Linked DNA regions of Sus scrofa: all the other regions are linked to region 1. Evidence: chromatin contacts called from public Hi-C and HiChIP or PLAC-seq data. All regions are on one chromosome and are shown on one strand. Each heading gives the region's core, a stretch centred on a gene start, on an enhancer-like site or on the middle of the called end of the contact. The rest is flanking DNA. Distances are from core to core; before and after follow the strand shown.

What was found. Hi-C and Micro-C count contacts between places; a contact is called where the count stands out from the background. HiChIP or PLAC-seq counts read pairs in DNA pulled down with a chosen protein or histone mark.
Region 2: a contact with region 1 is called in an H3K27ac HiChIP or PLAC-seq map of skeletal muscle, with 13 times the contacts expected there. The contact joins the promoter of SLC5A3 here to the enhancer-like site in region 1. A contact is called at or near these places in 3 of 5 promoter capture datasets (fetal liver, fetal skeletal muscle and liver), 15 of 47 Hi-C or Micro-C datasets (alveolar macrophages, brain, embryonic fibroblasts and 10 more) and 2 of 2 datasets of contacts at active chromatin or transcription factors (alveolar macrophages and skeletal muscle).
Region 3: a Hi-C map of skeletal muscle shows a contact between it and region 1, with 3 times the contacts expected there. The contact joins two enhancer-like sites. A contact is called at or near these places in 2 of 47 Hi-C or Micro-C datasets (embryonic fibroblasts and skeletal muscle) and 1 of 2 datasets of contacts at active chromatin or transcription factors (alveolar macrophages).

What each region holds. Positions count from the first base shown.
Region 1 is chr13:197,957,245-197,961,523 of Sscrofa11.1, forward strand. No RefSeq gene overlaps it. Among named protein-coding and RNA genes, the nearest start is that of KCNE2, 20 kb to the right of the region's middle. Within about 2 kb of position 2,812, at least 12 of the 83 cell types and tissues checked have an H3K27ac peak or open chromatin away from gene starts, as enhancers often do. A contact at or near this core is called in retroperitoneal adipose tissue, skeletal muscle and subcutaneous adipose tissue, where this site is marked.
Region 2 is chr13:197,687,141-197,691,551 of Sscrofa11.1, forward strand. SLC5A3 (sodium/myo-inositol cotransporter) reads left to right here and starts at 1,492. Exons shown (of 2, transcript XM_005657149.3): 1 at 1,492-1,649. MRPS6 (28S ribosomal protein S6, mitochondrial) reads left to right here and starts at 766. Exons shown (of 4, transcript XM_021069846.1): 1 at 766-976; 2 at 1,060-1,649. The coding sequence starts at 766.
Region 3 is chr13:197,559,728-197,564,376 of Sscrofa11.1, forward strand. LOC106508031 (a long non-coding RNA gene) reads left to right here. Exons shown (of 3, transcript XR_002338041.1): 2 at 749-889. Among named protein-coding and RNA genes, the nearest start is that of ATP5O, 43 kb to the left of the region's middle. Within about 2 kb of position 3,019, at least 10 of the 83 cell types and tissues checked have an H3K27ac peak or open chromatin away from gene starts, as enhancers often do. A contact at or near this core is called in skeletal muscle, where this site is marked.

The DNA of each region.
Region 1 (4,279 bases), core at 1,562-4,061:
GTGAAATCCTGCCCAGCGTCCCCCTCCCTGAGGGTCATCATCAGAGCCCCCTCTCTGGAGAGCAATGCGAAGGATCCCCAGCTGGGGCTGTAACTGGCAGCAAAGCCACAGCTCCGTCATAGGACTTCGCCGCACTCCTGTCTTTGCAGAAATTTTGGTGAGATTGTAACTTTGGCCTCTTCAGAGTTACTAAAAGAGATGTGGCAAATATTTTTTGGCTTTCATGCCAACTCCTATTAATTTTTAGTGGCTTCACGAGTACAGTGTTGAGAAGGATGCTGAGTCCATATCTAAGGCTCAGGAGAAAATATAAGTGCTGTTGATTAGTGATGTCTGCAGTGGGCAAAGATCAGAAGTACAGTGGAGGCTGGTGAATGGTGGCTCAGCTGTGGGCTGGGACAAACATCCTTATTGCAGGTACTCTTGCGAAGTGTTTCGAGGGCCTTCCTGCCATGGAAAAATGTTGGGGGGTGATGATCACTCCCTTCCATCCAAGGAAAAAACCTCCCAGAAAGACTCCTTTCTTCTCCATTATCTGTGCTTCTGAGAAGGGCAGCAGGTCAAGGCCTATTTCCTCCTCTTTCCCCAAGGAGCAAAGTGATCATGGCCAGCCAGGGCCTCTCTCTCCAAGGCCGTCCTGGAGCCCTTGTTTGCCCAGGGCAGCTGCAGCCACACAGTTTGTTTCTTGTCATGGAAAGCTGAAACTTCTCCGAGCCCCAGCTAAATACTGGCTACAGCACAGCATCACTTTTCTTTCTTCCCTTTTCATGAGCCCCTGGTGAATTGAAACCCAGAAGCCAGCGGCCCACCTGCCAATTATTACAGTTAATTCTGTGCAGGCTTGACTCCGGCACTGAGACAGAGAGTTCTGTTTGCTGCTGGGGTGCACAGGGCAGACGGGAGGGGCTGTGGCCACGAGGCTGTGAATGCCCCCCCTGTGTGCCTGGGCTGGTCCTGGCAGCCGCAGCGCCCTCCCTTGCGCAGCGAGTCTGGCATCCAAGTGTGACTTCAGTGGGGCCTCCTTCTCCTTGAGTCTGCCTCTGAGATCAGAGATGTTGACGGTCAAGAGCCTGTCTTCCTCCCACGACGAGCCACAGCCACCCACTTCCCCTTAAGGACTCAGTGAAGAGAGCTTGTGTTTATTTTGTCCAAAGGAAAAGATAAAATGACATTTTCGACAACTGTGAGGGTTTTTCCGTCACCTTTCCTCCGCTGACCCATTGCCGTGTAAGAGCCTGTTCATTCATACAGAGGACAGCTACCCTTTCTTCCCCAGAAGCACTGGTGGCCACGGGCAAGTTCCAGTTTGATCTTGCCTCCAGGTGACCTGGATTCCGGTTGCTTAAGGCTCTCTCCCCAAAGGTGCTTCAGGCCTCCTTCGGTTGATTAATCAGCGTATCGATTCATCAGCTCATGTGTACGTTTGTTCTTAGTAAGCCAGGCAATGGGCTTGGCATTGGGATGATGGTGGAGAGAAAGATGGATTTCCTGCCCACATACCACATGGCCAGGACTGGACGGGCATGTGCCAGAGATAGGGCCCTGCTCCTCCTCTCAAAGGGGAGTGTGCACACCTGAGATGCTATGGCAGCCCCTCCCCTAACCCCTCTATGGTGCAAACATATGAGGAAACATGAGCTAGACCTTAGGGAGGTGCAGTTTTTAAGCAGAGGGCTGAGCCGTGAGTAGCACAAGGCAGAGAGTGGATCCAGTTGGTGGGACAGCAGGTCTTAGGAGAGGAAATGACGTGCCAAGTCCCCCAAGGCTCCTGGCTCCTTCCAACAACTGTGGTCTACAGAGACTGGAACCCAGAGGAGAGCGATGGAGAGTCTGGCACCCAGGTGAGCTGCAGGGGGCAACGGGGTGGCCATGCCTGGCCCATGAGCCATGAGAACAGGGCCTCCACCTTCAGGATGTGGGGAGCTGATGGGGTGCATTGAAGAAGAATTCCCAGCACTGTTTCTCCTGCTCACATCCTACGGCCCATCAGTGCTGCCTTCCCCAGACTCAGCAAGACAAACCACTTACCAACATGAGTGCCCATGGTGGACTCTGTGCCAGGGTCAAGGCTGGTATCAAGATGCTGAGACCAAGACCCTGACCCCAAGGAGCTCTCCTAGGAGTGGGGTGGATGGACCTGGAGATGGGTCATCTCTTTCTGCAGCGGGGAGCAAACCTCTTCCTGTGGGAGAAGTGGAGCACATCTGGAGAGGAAATGAGACTCGAATGGGTCTTGTGAAGGAAGCCATTCTGGTCATGACGCTGGGGGGGTCCAGAGGTAGGAAGGACATGGTGAGTTTGAGACCAGGGTTTGGAGGGAATGTTCTATTGGGCTGTATGTCTCCTTACCCCAAAACATTTGAGCCTCCTTACTGACCCAAGCAAGTGGGTGGCTGATTGGAAACATATGTTGGAACAAGTCTTCTGTTGGTGCAGGATGGGGGCTTCAGTCCAAGCACTGTGCTGAGAAGGGAGCTGGCTGAGAGGGAGGGTGCTGGGCTGATCCCTCTTCAAGGAAGAGCTCCATCCCCTGGGATAGACAGCCAGCCACGGATGCCAGGTTCTGGCTTCTCCCCTGCCTCTTGGATGTGCCGTCCCTGGGAGAGTTCTAGACCCAAAAGCTAGTCTCTAAAAAAAAAAAGACTCATACCTGCCCAGGGTCCCAGGGGATTCTGTGCCCTGCACTCGCCTCTGGCCTCAGCTGCAGCCAAGGTCTCCCGACCATGGCCCAACTCCCAGTAGCCACCTTAATCACACGGTATAAGCATCTATTTTAGTTACATAAACAGAGTTGTCTACATTTGGACTCCGGGGCTAGCTGCAGGAATTTGTAAACAGCGTGGTGTACGCGTTTCACAGAAAGTTGCCAGGACGAGCTCCTTTCCCACTGCCTGTTGTCCAGTTTTCCCTTTTATAGAGAGTCTGGCTGGGAAAGAGAGACGGAACTTATTTGGGAATAGAGGACAACCTCACAGGCGAATTCCTCCCTCCCGCTCCCACTGCCTCCTCTTCGGAACCGTTGAGGGTCTGGGGTGGAACTCAGCCTGCTCCTGAAGTTCTGAGTCCTTCCTAAACACTAGCCTCTGATAAATATAAATGTAAACCTCACGGAACACAAATTTGGGGAGATTTTATTCTTGGAAGGGTAACAAGGAATTTTGGAAATTTGCGGCAGGTTCTAAAAATGTTGGACACTGTCGTCTCCACCAGGGCCAAGGCCCCGTGGGGCATTACGATGTCGCCTTTGCTACTCCTGCCTAAGAGATTGTTCAGCATCAGGCAGAGGCTGGTAAGATTCTAGACTGAAGATATACGATTTAGGGCCACAGAGAAGTGGAGCCTCAAGGGGGAAGTGGGGGGGCCTTCATTTCTCTTCTTTCATGGAATAATCACTAATGAAGCGTCTGTTCAGATTAGATGCTCTGTTCAGCACTGCGGGCCTTAGAAGATATATAACAAATCATTGGCACCAAGAGTTCTCCTGTGGTGCAGTGGGTTAAGAATGCCGTATTGTTACAGCAGTGGCTTGGGTTCTGGAAGTTCCCTGGCCTGGGAACTTCCACCTGCTGCTGGCGTGGCAAAAAAACCAAAACCAAACCAAACTTTGGTGAAAGGTGAGAACATTAAGAGTCACGTAGATAGGTTTGGAATGGCCAAGGGAGTCGAGTTTTACTTAACACATGCATGTCTGCTGGATGAATGAGTGAATTAATCAACGAATGTGTAATAAGTGTGCCACTGCGAAGGAAGCCCGCTGCAGTGGTTGGCCCTAATCTGAATTTCATCGTAAGTTAACTTTTACTCAGACCCTAAAGCTAGCATCGCAAACTGTCCGGTTTTATCTGGAACCCAGGGGTTCCCAGGGCACAGGATGGGAAAAGAATTCCAGAGGCAAGCCAGCACAAGTTGGTCACCCTGCTTGAAACTTCAAAGAAAAGAACTAGGAAGAAGGAAAATTCTTGTCGAAGACATATCTGAATCAGGAAAATAAGAGGTCAATGGGACATGCGGCATATATGCAGCAGCTGTGTCTCTCAGGTTTTAGTACGGGAGAACAAGAAAGCAGAAAATAATTCATCCACATAGAAAGAAACCGGGCAATTCATGGGTTAGGAGGAACTGGACATTGACAAACAAAACAGGAGGACTTCAGTTCTCAAAATATTCTCCAGGCTCAACAGTCAGCAAAGCTACAGGTAGATTTGAACTTCTATCACATAGAGAACTGCAGAGAAATGCATGGCTTTTAATGGCTCAAAATGCTCTATGGGTCTGAAAC
Region 2 (4,411 bases), core at 242-2,741, 270 kb before region 1:
CTGCGAGTATAAGCCCAGCCTCCATACAGTCTGGACCCAAATTTTGTCTGTTACTATCTGACCTGGGGCTAGTTACATAACCTCTGCGAGCCTGTATTTCTAAATCCCTTAGGTGGGGTTAATAATAGTTCTTGCCTCATAGCGCTGTTGTGAGAATTTTACGCGACACACGTTAAAGTGGTGTCTTGCCTGACGCGTAATAAGTGCTCAGTAAGTTTTACTTCTTATAACACTAAAGTTGACAGATACTTCGCCTATAGACGCTTTTGTGGGGCAAGCGTGGGCGAGGACGACAGTTGCAAGGAGATCAATCTTTAAGGAATGGAGCTGGAAAACAATGCATTTAGTACACCTCCGGCCAGGGAAAGTAGAGCCAAAGGCTGGAGGGAGAGGTGAGGTCTGTGTGCGTGTTTGGGGAGGGTGGGGGTGGGAGTAAGATGGAAGGCCAGAGACTGCTCCTTCCAGGGCACGCACGATCCCAGATGGTTGGTTACTAAATGACTTACCGAGCATTTAGCCTGTTCCCTAAATGAACGCCCAATAAACATTTAAAGAATATTGGTTCGAGCCCAAGTATTAGCCTGCCCTTGACAACAACACGTGGGTCAGGCCGTGCTCATACAACAAATGCTGGTGTGTGCAGGCATCTTTCTCAGCGGTTTACGAGCATCAACTTACTCGGAGGCATCGCAATCACGAGAAGGAGGTGTCCTTCACATCCCCCTTTTCCTAAGAGCCTGCCCGAGGTCAGGCAGCCGGCGAGGGATGGGATACGACCCGAGCCCGGTGGCCCACAGCCTGCGCCTGACGCCCACCACGCTGGGGAAGGGGCCCCAGGAGGCCGCGCTAGCGGCTGCGCTAGAACACCGAGCTGTGGGCAGAGGCGGGAGGGGCAGTACGCCCCGGGTGTACCCCGCGGGCGCTGCGCGGGGGCGCAGACCGAAGCGGGAACGTTCCGGAACCCGGATGCGCGGCCGTGGGTGGCGAGAGCTTGGGGTCCGGCAGAGACCCCGTGCAGAGAACAGTGGTCACCGACAAGGCAGGCCCCTTACGCTTAAGAGTCGCGGGGTAAGGGCGCGCGCACAGACCAGACCGCACCGCAGCGCACGCGCACACGGGGGCGCACGCTCGCTCGCTCATCGCCCAGGATGAGACGGAAGGCATGGAAAGTTCCAGCTGGTTCGAGAACCATACGTAGCAAGCGCGGCGGCAGCGGCAGCTGCAGGGTCGGAGGCGTGTGCAGCTCCCGCTGGCAGCTCGCAGAGGGGACCCGCGGTGCTGCCCTGCTGCAGTGGCTGCCTGGCCAGGGCGCTGGTCCCCGCGCTGGCTGCCGACCGCAGAGAGCGGGGCTGTCGAGGGGGCGCGGCGCGGCCGCCTTAAGGAGGGGGCGTGGCGTGGCGCGCGGGGGGGCGTGGTTAGGCGAGGGGGCGTGGCGGCCCGTCTGCGCAGCTGCCAGAGCCTTTAAGCCCGGGCTCGCGCGGCCGGAGCGTGCTTTCGCCGCCTGGGAGCCTTCCGGTCCAGCGGTCCGCCAGGTCTCCGCGGTTCCCGCCCTCTTTCATCCCGGGAGACGGTTCCGTGAGGAGCCGCGCGCTGTGCATTCGGGCATGCCCCGCTACGAGCTGGCTTTGATTCTGAAAGCCATGCAGCGGGTAAGTGACCTTCCCCTCAGAGCCCGCCTTCTCGCGCGGGTGTCCCAGTGGCCGCTAGGCCGCCGCCCCCCGCTCTCCCCGCGCGGCCGGGAGGGGGTCGGGGCCGCGGGCGGGCGGCGGGCGCCCGCGCCGAGGGGACGCGTGGGGCCGGCCGGCGGCTCGGCGAGGCCGCGTGCGCGCGGGAGGCGGGGGTGTGCCGACGCGGGAGCGCGGCCGCGGGAGGGTGTGCCTCGCACGCGGCCGCCGGGCAGGCTGGCTGGCGGGCGGGCGGGGGTTGGGGGCGGGGCAGCCCACGGGGGTCCAGTGGAAGGTCCGCGGGAGGACACGCGCCAGCGTCCGGCCCCGCGCCCGCCGTCGGGAAGCAGCCTCGTCGCCGGCCCCGCCGCCGCCTGCTCCGGCGCAGCTCCGCCGCCCACCCGCCTCTGCCTCCGCCTCGCCGCCGCCGCCTCCACTCTAGCGCCCGCCGGCAGCCCCGGAACTGTCCGCGCTCAATAAAACCTTCTGCAAAGCGTGTTTGTGCAGTTGTCTGGACCACGGTCGCGTAGAACCAGCTCTCATGTTAAAAGAAATCTTTTGACTTCTCTTTTTCTGACTTCAGCGAAAATCCTGCTCCGGGTGCCCTTAGCACAGTTTCATTCATCCAAGTTGTGGCCTTTTTTTGTGCGCCTTCTGGAAGAAACTTTGCTCCCCCTGCTTTTGATTGCTCTTGAGGTAGGGGATTTCAGGTTTGGAGGGATGCTAAGCGATCCTGCAGCCCGCTCACTTCAGGTAATGGTGTGGCCGAGGACAGGGGACCCGCGGCCTGGAGGCAGCTCTTCGTTCTCTGTTCTGGGTCAGGTACTTCTCAAGCCGTCGCCCAAATCCCCATTCTTCCGTGGATTCGGTAACGTAGAGTGTGGCATATGCTTTTTTTTTTTTCCTTCTTCCTTCCAGGTATAATAACAGCAAAAAAAAATAACCACTATGTTCGAACTTTAGAAACGTAGCCTCCTTACATTGCCAGAGGCTTGGTTTGGGCACATTTTTATGTTTTGGGTCAGTTTTGAAGAAGAGCTGTTGAGGAGTTTGGTTGAACTTAAAGCCTGGGGTCTTGGTCCAAGCGCCATTGAAAAACCACCAATCACAGAGCATAGACAGTCGTTTCGTTCTTTGCACACTGTAAAGTGGGGAAGGATACCAGTCGGGGCCTCTTGAGCAGGTCTAGAGTCTGGTGAGGCACGCTATTGTGTCCCCAGGCTTATTCCCCCTGAATTTGGGAGATGGTAAGATTGCATTGTTTAGCCTTTTGAATATTACCTCTTTCTTGGCTCTCCTTTCTCTGTATTAGCATATACTACTAAAAGGGAGCAGAAACAATGAAGGGGAAAAAAGCATGTTAACGTAAAAGAAGCATATTTAATTATGTGGAAATTGTTTAAAGTTCTCCCTTATCCTTTTATTCTTTTTAGAGTTTATCAGAACCTGGCAAGTGCAGTCATTGAAATTTCTTTTGTTTCACCTTGTTTTAGGGAGGAAACAGGTATCAGGAAAGAGTCGGTGCATAGATGTAGTATTTGTTCATTTCATAAACCCTTGATGTGAAAACTCTGAACTTTTTTTTTGTCCTTAGCATAGTTGCCAAGCACTGTGCATTTGTTAACAGGGCGTCAGGTATATTAGTTAAATGTATTTCCTTTACGTGTGTTACTTAACTGTTTTTGTATCCTGTAACAACCAGTATTCATGATCTTTGGTGTGGAGCATGTATTTTTTTATTCCAGTTCAGACAAGCCACATAGTGTAGTTTGGTTAAAATAATAATTCAGTTAACCTTCCTTGAAATCCTGGCAAGAGGGCAGACGGGTGGGGGGGGAACCTTTGCAGATAATCAAGGTGAACTCCTCCCTGGAGGCGAGGCCTCCATGGCTACAGATAGAGGACATTGTAACAGTGGTGAAGTTGTGTTGAAGAGATCCTTGACCTAAATAAAGTGAGATGAAACAACAAAAAATTTCTCTTTTTTTGTTATTGTTCACAAATTTGTTTTTGAATAGGTTATCAATGTGTAACAAACAGACTTCCTGGTTTTGAACAGTTTTGCTTGCTTTCAATTAGGGAAAATTGAATTCTAAAATAAGATCAATACTTTGAGGAAGATGAATGAACACTTGCACCTAGAGCTTGTATATCTTTGACAGGCTTTGGGGAGACCTCCCTGTTAATATGCATGGTTTGTGGTTCTGCTGCAGATAGCCTAGTGTATGTAACTCCACAATTTTAAGTCTTGAAATTGAGGAACTGTTACAAACATGGAAGTTGAGAGACTGATTTTTGCAGCATTTTCCTTAATTCCCAGAGTCTCTGTTTCTTTTCCATGGCACTTATAAGCCTGAGGAACATTCCTAGTCTTCAGATTATATTTTCTATCCCCCTACTGTTTTTCTTATGACCTATAGTGCAGAGTCCTTAAAGTTGAACATACAAGAGGTTTTTAATTTAAGATGCAGATGCTATGTTGAGGCTCTCAGAGCATCTCTTGTGTTGGAGACCCACTGCATTGCAGCACAGTGTCTGTGGGAGTCCCCATCGAAAGATTTCAGGGTGTATGTGGAATGAGTACTTACTGAACTCGACAGCTGCATGTTAGTCCCTTAGTGCTTTTTCTCAGTTTGCAGTTGGGAGTCAATTATGAGTCTCTGCTTTTGTCGCACTTTGAAGTTAGTGCACTTATGAACTTGATCTTTGAAGAAGAAATTTATTTGCGGGTACCATTTAGCTTGGAT
Region 3 (4,649 bases), core at 1,769-4,268, 400 kb before region 1:
AGGGCCACAGCAACTCAGGATCCAAGCTGCATCTGTGACCTACACCACAGCTCACTGCAACACTGGATCTCTAACCCAGAGCAAGGCCAGGGATCGAACCCGCAACCTCATGGTTCCTAGTCGGATTCGTTAACCCCTGAGCCACGACGGGAACTCCAGGCAAATCTGGATTTAAATCTTGATTCTCCTGCAGAATGTAGAAACTTGAGAACGTTACTTAGGTTCTGGGGGCCTCACTTTGTAAAATGGAGATAAAATTACACCGCTCTGAGTTTTATGGTGAGGGTTAGAGAAGATAACTTGCATTACAAAAGAGCACAGGGTCTCAGCCAATGTTCTTTTATTTACCTTCCCCTTCAAGTACGGACTGGGTAGTTCTTTACCCTTTGAGAAATCTCGGAAAAGCAAAATATGGCAGCATTTTGTGCAGTGACGCTCTACGGCGTACTCTTATCACTGGTCATGTTCATTATACGAAAATAATCCACGCAAGTCTCTTTCTTTTCCATTGGAAGTCAGATTCTTTGAGACCCAGGGCCATATGTTACCTATTTTTACACCCCCAACGTCAAACCTGCCACTTGGAACACAACAGGAATTCCATCAATGCAGAGCTACTGAACTAGTGAACTGCCAGGCAAAGCTTTTGAGGGTGGAGGATCAATGGTGCCTTTAGAAAAGCAAGAGATGCAGATTAGATGCACAAGGAGTGAATATTTGATTATTTTCTGGACTTGTTTAACTTCAGATACATGTTGACTCGGACCCCAAGGAGAATGTTTATGTGAACAGGTCATCGTACTGGCTGGAGGCCGCTCAGGGAAGAGGTAGAGTTACACTTCCGGGTTTGAATCCTTGCTCCACCACCTACTTGCCTGTGGGATCCTGGGTAAGTTTCTTGATGTCTTGGCACCTCAGTTTCCTCATCTTTAAAATGGGACAGCAGTGGAACCAACCTCATAGGGATACTGGGAGAATTAAATGAGATAATGCAAAAAACAAACAAACAAACAAACAAAAAACCCCCGCACTGGTTCCAGAGTGTGTACCTCATATGACATATGCTCAGGATAAAAATGACCACCCCAATGTACGGATTTAGGCTGTGGGAAGGGGTCTGATCTGGGGCCACAGGGCTTGCTTGGTAGTCACTGTATTTGTAGGAGTACAGGTTTGGCTGCTGTAACTAAGACAGTCCAAAGTATGGTGACTTGCCCAGATAGAATTTGGTCTCATCCTATGTGACAGGTGGCAGTCTGGGGCTTTCAGGTCAGCTCTGCATCCTTAAGCTGGAGGATGGCTACCTGGGTCACCTTTTATGTTCTGAGGAGCCTGCTCTTGATTCTCTCATCTCCCAAAAATAGGAACGAGAAAAGGGACTGGGAGTGGGGAGGGAATTATCCTTCTGATTCTTTCTTTTTTTCTTTAATTTTATTGGAGCAAAGTTGACTGACACTGTTGTGTTAGTTTTAGGTGTAGAGCAAAGTGAATCCATCATACATATAAATCTATCCATTCTTTTTTTTTCCCATATAGGTTATTATAAACTATTGCGTAGACTCTCCTGTGCTCTACAGTAGGTTTTTTTTTTTTTTTTTTTTTTTGTCTTTTTGCCATTTCTCGGGCCGCTCCAGTGGCATATGGAGGTTCTCAGGCTAGGGTCTAATTGGAACTATAGCCGCCAGCCTACGCCAGAACCACAGCAACATGGGATCTGAGCCGTGTCTGCGACCTACACCACAGCTCACAGCAACGCCAGATCCTTAACCCACTGAGCGAGGCCAGGGATCGAACACACAGCCTTATGGTTCCTAGTCGGATTCGTTAGCCACTGAGCCACAACGGGAACGCCTACAGTAGGTTCTTTTTATGCATCTATTTTATACAGTAGTGTGTATATGTTATTCCCATTTCCCAATTCCTCTCTTCCCCCAAGGGTTTCGCCTATGGTTACCCATAATATTGGTTTTGAAATCTGTGAGCTGGTTTCTGTTTTACAAATAAGTTCTTTGGTATCATTTTTAAATTAGATCCCCCATATAAGTGATGCCATATGATATTTGTCTTTCTCTGCCTGACTTCCTTCACTCAATATGATAATCTCTAGATCTATCCGTGTTGCTGCAAAGGGCATTATTTCATTCTTTTTTTTATGGCTGAATAAAGGAAGATGTGGTACAGACATACGATGGACTATCATCTTTCCAATTCTTTGAGGGTAAGATCCAGAAGGGACCCCATCACTTCTGCCCACGTTACCACATCACATGACCACACCCACTGCAAGAGAGACTGGGAAACGTGCTCCTTGGTGTGATGGCCATGTTGCCAGCCAAAGTGTTACATTCTGAAAGGATGGGAGCATAGAAATCGGGAGACAACCAGCAGGCTGCCAGAGCCGCTCAAGATCTCATTAAAAAGGCAAGAATGATAGTTACCTTTCAAGAGGGCTCTTTGCTGGTTTTCGGCAGCAGCAGTGCTCTACACAAAGCCACACTCCCCACGAACCAGAAGGGAATTGCGGAAATGATTCAAGCTCCCTGGCTGACTCATACATTGAGCATCCTGGAGAGAAAAGTAGCCATACACCCATTGGAGGCTTGGGGTTTCGTTTATAATAATAATAATAATGACTTTGGCACAGAAAACTTCCTGAGGGTTAATGAATGACTGGCTTGGATTATTAGCCCAAATCGCTGCCTGAAGTCTATCAATGCCTTCCAGCTTCATTTAATCTACAGGAAATTCTTTGTGTACACCCAGCTATTACTGCTTCAATCTCACAACATAAAAATGAATGGATGCTTCATTGGAACTTGTGGGGAAAAAAAAAAAAAAAAAAACCAACTCGGTCACCATTGTGTGTGGCCACCAGGCTATTATTATTATTTTCAGGCACATTTCCTGCATTTTCTTTCATTCCCTCTCTGGCTTCAATTTGCTGCAGTGGCAACAACATCAGCAGCAGCTGGTCCTCTAGATTAGCGCTAATCCCCATGCTATTTATAGCCCAGGCTGCAAAGCTCATTGCAGCGTGATTCCCCATTTAAATGTGTCTTTCCAGCTAGATGGGGAGCTCCTTGAGGTCAGAGGCGACCAGTAAGATTCCCAGCTGGGCAGAGCCTGGCGATAGCATCACTCAGCAATGCTTTGTTGAATTTAAACAAATAAGAGTAGCGGCTGAATTTTAAGTAAGTTGCTATCAGTCTGGTGAATTCCTCAAAGCACACCTGGGAAGACTGGCATTTGGCTGGATTTAAGATGGTGCCCACTTAGCACCATCTAAAATGTGATCAGTTTCCCGGGAGAACCGCTTGAAACAGAAAGGCAAGTTTGTAGAAGTGGTTGTAGAGGAGAATGTCCAATGCCATCAAGCTGTCAACTGTGAAGAGAAACCAGGGATGTGCTAAGGTCACAGGTGACTCCTCCTGCCTGGAGGCACGCCCACTGCTTCTCTGGCCTCGGATTCTCTGCTGGTCGATGTCATTGACAAAATAAGCATGTTTCCTGGACAAAGTCCTCTGGTTCAGGGAATTCGAGTTTATGGCTGGCTCCAAATTTCCTCTGCTGTGCTATTTAAACTCCTACCTTTTGGTCTGGCCCATGCTTGGCATCCCTGAAGACTTGCCAACCAAGAGGTGCCCTGAGCAAAGATCTCCCCAGCACATGTGGTCATTGTCACTCGGTGAGCCAAGCAAATGCAGCCGTATTGCCAGGACCTTGTCTCAGTGGAAGTTTCTATACCCAGACCATCAATAATCTACCTTGATTCTATGTGGGTCCACTAAGGTGGGCTTCAGACGGCTCCCCACTCCAACCCCCTAATTAAAACCAACTAAGTCGGTCCCAGCTACAGAAAATTCCTGGCAACAGAGGAGGTGTTAGTGGCTTTTAACACCAGCGGTGGAGATCGAGTTAAAGAAACAGGAAGCCTGGCATAGGCCGTGAAGGAGGTTAGGTAGGCATAGGATTAAGGGTTTAGAGAATGCTTGTTTCCTTCTGTTGCCCATATGAGAGCTGATAAGGGGATTTCAGGTTTTTGCGGGGGCACCTTGGAAAAGAATTAGGGAGTTTAATCAGCTAGAGGGACCTTCCCACCTTCATTTCTCAGTGTTTGTTATATGGCATGTTTGCCTGAGTTAAAGGTGCCAAAAAATAAAAATGAAAGCCCCATAGAGTTAAACGTTGACACGCTATCATCTGTCTGCTAGGAGTCTTTGACTTTTGTTTTTCTCTTCAACCCAGGGCATGAGATGCGCTGTGATTGCTCAGATACTCTTACATTACTGTGTCCAAGTCACATGCATTTAACTGGACATGTATTTATACGTAAATATATAGATTTTTTTTTGTCTTTTTAGGGCTGTGCCTGCGGCATATGGAGGGGTCGAATTGGAGCCGTAGCCGCCGGCCTACACCACAGCCACAGCCACGCAGGATCCGACCCACATCTGCGACCTACACCCCAGCTCACAGCAACACTGGATCCTCAATCCACTGAGTGAGGCCAGGGATGGAACCTGAATCCTCATGGTTCCCGGTCGGATGCGTTTCTGCTGCACCACGGCGGGAACTCCAAATAAACATATAGATTATTAAAGTTAGGTGAGGTCAAAATTTCTATATCAAAGGGAGCAGCATGTAGTGAA